Regions from separate parts of the Triticum aestivum genome. Here region 1 is linked to region 2. Evidence: chromatin contacts called from public HiCAR-type data. All regions are on one chromosome and are shown on one strand. Each heading gives the region's core, a stretch centred on a gene start, on an enhancer-like site or on the middle of the called end of the contact. The rest is flanking DNA. Distances are from core to core; before and after follow the strand shown. Region 1 holds the start of LOC123132458. Region 2 holds the start of LOC123132457 (homeobox protein knotted-1-like 2).

Region 1 (2,700 bases), core at 20-2,519, 430 kb after region 2:
TGACCGCGCTGCCCCTCGCTTTAATGCCCCCGCGCTGTGGGGAGCCGAGGGGTAGCTCCGGGATACGGACGGGCATGGTCGCTTGGAGATATGCTGCCGAATTGAAGCCCCGGGGGCTCACCCACCGGCTGCGCCGCGAGTTCCCGAACTGCCCCCCCTTCGCCGGTACTAGGAGTCAACCACTGCGTGCATCACTCCAGCATAAGCAAATCCGCACGCACTTATGGAATAAGATGCTGAATTTCGGCTCTTCTTTTATGGCTTTTTTTTGGCTGGAGCTGGCAATGGTTTTGCAACTGAAATAGTAATTCGGGAGGAAGAACCAATGCGGATCCCCGGAGCGGAACATGGCCAAGCGAGAGGGGATTGAAATGGTATGAAATGAGGAGAAAATGAGATGGAGAAGGTGGAAAAGGCGGTGTTCAAATCGCGAAGGGAAGAAGGGATCTTTGCTGGTTGCTGATGCGGTTGCGGCTGCGGCTGACCAGTAGGGGCAGTTTCGTCACGCGGCAGGGGAAAAAATCGAAAAGGGCAAAAAGAAACCAAAGAAAGGAAAGCGCAGAGATAGGAGAGAGAGACGCTGGTGGTGGGGGAGGGAGAAGAACCCAAAACGAAGCGGGGGGCGGCGGCAGGGACGTGGGAGACGTGGGGGTGGATGGGTGGATGGATGGATATGAGCGCACGCACCTTCGTCGTCGTCTTCGTCGTCGCCGTCGCCGGCGCGGTGGCCGCGCGGCGGTGCCACGGCGAGCAGAAGGCGCCGTCCTCGCCGCCGCTGGTGGACGCGCCGGAGCGGAGGGAGGCGGAGCCGGCGCTGTAGTCGAGCGGCGAGGCCGGGCTGGACCGGGCGCACCTCGCCGCCTTACCCCCCGCCGCAGCCGTCGCCGACGACGACGCCGGGGAGCGGCGCCGCGAGCGCTTCCCCCGCGCCACGGCCGGCCAGGACAGCTCCCTCGCCTCCTCCATCGGCCTCCCGCGCTTGCTCCACGGCGGCGTCCACCCGGCCAGGTCGGCCCCGCGCAGCGAGCAGATGATGTCGGCGGCGACCGCGTCGTCGGCGGTGGCCATGTCGCGCGTTCGTCGCGGCTCGGGAAGGAAGAAAACCACGCCGGCCGGACGGACGGAGACGGAGACACCCCGATGCGCCGGTGGAGTGGATGGAGAGGGTGGAGGTGGAGATGTGGGTGGGAGCAGGGCAGGGCAGGGAAAGGAATGGGAAATATGGGGGGCGTGGAGGCGGAGACGAACCAAGGCCACGGCGTGGTGGCCGGGCCTTTTAAATGCCCGAATAAAACCGCGGACTAAAATAATCCCCACCCCCGCCCCGCACACACGACACACACGCACCCCGCCTGCCCCCGCCCCGCACCGCCACATCGCACCACCTAACTTCACCCCCCCACCGACCGCCGGGCCCCACCGTCACGGCGCCCCACGCGTCAGCGGGCAACCGCGGGGAGCGGGGCGAGGTGGCCGCCGCCCGACCAAGGACAGGATGGGAGCCGAAGCCGAGCCTTTCTTCCGTCCGCGCACAGTGGCCCCCGCGGAAATGACGGGCTCGCCCCCGGTGGGCCCGCGCGTCAGTGACCGAGGCACGCCGGGGTGGAAATGGAAGGAGCGCCAGGCGTAGGACGCAAGCCAGGAGGGAGAGGGGAGCGGAATGGGAGTTTGAGCTGCGGGCGGGGGCGGCGTGTCAGTGACCCGCTCCGGGTTCCGTGTGGCGAGGAGAAGGAGATGGATGGAAAGCGCCTGAGCCTCGGAGAGGAAATTCCTTTTTTTTTCTGAAGAAAGAATGGGGAGCTTGCTTCTGGAGCTGCCCCTCCTCTCTCTCTCTCTCTCTCGTTCTGCTGGCTGGCTGGCTGCTGACTGTGAAGTTACTGCGCACATTCCCACGCACGCAAGCAGGCGGGCAGGCAACAGTACCGGTGGAAGCCTCTTCTCTGCCTTCCTCTCGCTGGCACCAGGGGCCCACTTGGCAGCGCCAGCGCACCGATTCTCATTTTAAATTCCAGGTTTCTCCCTCCAGGCAGGTTGGATTTCCCCCTTGATTCGGTAAAATAGATTGTGTTCGGAGTACGACAAATTATTCGATACCGTAACCCAACCCGTACTAAAATCTTAAAAAAAAAACTTGTAAAATTACGGCTCTGTGTTGCCCCTGCGCCTGGAGTATCCTTGCAAACGAAGCATCGATCGGCACTTGCTCGGCTGCAGGGAGATAGTAGCTCTAGTTCCTGCGCAAGCAAAAGCTAGCTGGCGACTCCAGTCCTGGTCTACCAGGCTACGACGAAGAATCTCAAACCAGTCCAATGTTTGGATATATATAAATAAGTAAATAAAATTGAGCTAAAGCGGGTCGCACTCGCGCTGCTCTTTTCCGTTTTTACCCTCCGCAGCTGGCGTTCTAGGACTCAACGAAACTGCCCTGCCCGGTCAGGTCTCCACCGCGTGAAAGGACTTCCGAAAAACTCGATCGCCGTCGCTGCTTCCTCTGACCCCTTCTTCCCGGCCTCGAAGTGGAAGCGCCGCCGCTGGCCACAGATGGGCACGCACGCAGCATCCAGCTCCAGCCGCTCGGTAGGTCCGCCCATGTCTTCATATAGATGTACTAATATGCTCGCTGCGCTTTTATTTATCCGGTGAACCAACAAAACAGCCAAGCTAGGAGGAGATGTTCATGCTTTCACCCCTTTACTGGAT
Region 2 (2,700 bases), core at 165-2,664:
CTTTTTAAATTTTAATTATGTTATCCGTCTGATATCCATTTTTCTTTCACTTTTCACTTCAGCCACCACGCTTTTTGGTTTCCACATTATAAATAACTACATACTATATACTGGAGAATTTCTGCTACTCTGCTCGAGCAATATACATAGATAAATGCTTTCATTTACCTGTTAGACTTTGTAAGGATTGTTCAAGCTCCCAACAACCCATCACTGCTTCCATTGCATGAACACGTACATGCTGCTGGAGTTGTTCTTTAAATGAACAGAGAAGCAATACATAATGTGTCTACAAGCCAATGAAGGATAATTAGAACCCATAAGAAGGATTGTACATAGAAAAAAACATTATGCTAGATGTAAGCAACATATTCATTTCTTAGAAGATATAAAAGTTTCAGAAAAGTAAAGGAAATTCTAGTCATGCGACATAAAAGCATTTTAGATGATCAGTAGCCGTAAGGGCACTACTAAAGAAGATCAAAGTAAAGACAGAAATGGGCAATTCATACAGGCGAGCAGGTACACTAGTATGACATTTCAGGTGTGCCAAATAAGCTGTTAATACCACAAAAAGGCCCACCAATGACCCATGGCGTATCTATACTACTTCAACAAGTATGGTGCCACTATATCGATGAACCTTAGCGTAGAATATATACTGTATCTGCTTTGGTTTCATTTCTCATTCATACAAACAAATTGATAAGGCTATTCCAGCATCGTTGTTACAATAACCAGCAGTCTCTAGTCAGATCGACCCTCCCAAGTTCACCATAAGGAGCACATCATAAATCCATCACTAGCCCTACTCAAAACCTATGCAAAACTTATCCCAATTTCTCCCTATTCCTAATTCCTATTGTTCACACGAAGCATATACAGAAGACATGTACGGCACCCAGCGGCAACGCGGGAAAAAACAGGCAGGGGCGCGAAAGCCATAGGTACCATGAAGAGGTCGAGCTCCTCGCCACCGGAGGGCCCGCCCGCGGCCGCGGCGGCGGCGGCGAGCGGGGGCGGGCGGGCCGCGATCTGCGCGTCGATGCGGGGGAGCTGGTCGACGGGGGTGGCGACGCGGAGGCAGGCGACGTGGGCCTCCAGGAGCCGCTCGTACAGCGGGTGGGCCGCGATGGCCGCCTTCTCCCTCTCCCCGCCGCCGCCGCCGGGTGAGAAGCTAGGGTTTGGCGACGAGGCGGCGGCCGCCGCCGCGTCCATCGCGAGCCCGTGGTCCGGGTAGTGGAACGACATCGAGCCCTCCGTCGCCGCGTCGTCGGGTGGCGAGGGGGAGGGGGGCAGGCGGAGGCGGGGGCGGGGGTGGGGGCGGAGGCGCTCGGGGGGGAGGGGATGCGCAACGACCTCGGCGGTTGTGGGTTTTGGTTGGTGGGGGTGGGAGGGACGGGCGGAGTGGATGACGGATGGCAGGGTGGGTTGGCGTCCTTGTCGCGGCTGACGACTGTCCGCGAGCGGGCGAGACGACGAGCTCGTCAAAGTATGTGAGGTGTGGACTGCAGAGACGTGAACCCTACGGCGTCGATACCGACGAGGAGATACAGCTGCTGGCCGGCGTGGAGACCAAATTACTATTAAAAAATTCCATGGAAAAAAATACCTTTACTAGATTGAAGTAAATTCAGACAAGCCAGGAGATCATTAATAAGCTACTCCCTCTATAAATTAATATAAAAACATCTAGATCACTAGTATTCTAAACATTCTTATATTAGTTTATGGAGGGAATAATTAATAAATGAGATATTGAATGTACAAAAATCCATGGAGAAAACACCTTTAGAAGTTTTGGAACTCGTATTGTATTTTCGGATCGATAAAAAACTAAAGTCAGATCTTAAGTATTTCGGTCGAGTGTTGTAATAATCGTTGGATTGTTTGCATGAATATTGACCAGGAAGAGTGGCCACGTCACATTTTGAGATAGTTCGGTGTCCTAATTTTTCAGAGCAAATGTTTTCGTTCCGGTCTCTCTCGCTCTTATCTAAAGTGTTCCACGCCTCAACCACCCACTGCATCCCACTCCAATCCTATCTTTTTTTTCTCTTAGGTATGTGCTCCCGTCCCTTCCTCTTCTCTCTCTTATGCGGAAGAGAGCAGGGGAGTTGCCGAGGTGTTCTGACCCGCATTTGACGAATCCCGTGTATTTTCAATGATTTTCCGATGAGGAGGATGGGGAAGAGAGGAGGCAGTGTTGATGGCCAAGGTGATCCGGCGTCATGTCTGATGTTAGCGACAACTAGGGAGAAGGATGATGGCGGAGGTTGCCATGAAGACGAGGACGTCAACGAGTTGTGGTGGAGGCTGCGTTTTGATGACCCACAAGTATAGGGGGTCAATCGTAGTCCTTTCAAAAAGTAAGAGTGTCGAACCCAACGAGAAGTAGAAGAAAATGATAAGCGGTTTGCAGCAAAGTATTTTCTGCAAGCACTGGAATTATCAGTAACAGATAGTTTGGTGGCAAAGTAATTCGTAACGACTAACAAATAACAAGTGTAACAAAGGTGTAATAAGGTGGCCCAATCCTTTTTATAGCAAAGGACAAGTCTGGACAAACTCTTATATGAACTAAAGCGCTCCTGTTAGGACCGAGAGTATATAGCCCAGTGGGGGGTGAATGGGAGATTCAAAAATTCTTGTGAATGTTTTGAACGGATCCCAAACACAGCAGCGGAAATGAGATTTGGT

The links. HiCAR-type assays count read pairs that join an accessible place to other places.
Region 1: a contact with region 2 is called in a HiCAR-type map of leaf, with 4 times the contacts expected there. The contact joins the promoter of LOC123132458 here to the promoter of LOC123132457 in region 2. A contact is called at or near these places in 4 of 5 Hi-C or Micro-C datasets (leaf and an unstated tissue) and 1 of 1 datasets of contacts at active chromatin or transcription factors (leaf).

Annotation. Positions count from the first base shown.
Region 1 is chr6A:126,744,556-126,747,255 of IWGSC CS RefSeq v2.1, forward strand. It overlaps LOC123132458, which reads right to left and starts at 1,270. Exons shown (of 5, transcript XM_044552251.1): 1 at 688-1,270. The coding sequence starts at 1,068.
Region 2 is chr6A:126,318,888-126,321,587 of IWGSC CS RefSeq v2.1, forward strand. LOC123132457 (homeobox protein knotted-1-like 2) reads right to left here and starts at 1,415. Exons shown (of 6, transcript XM_044552249.1): 1 at 952-1,415; 2 at 169-289. The coding sequence starts at 1,251.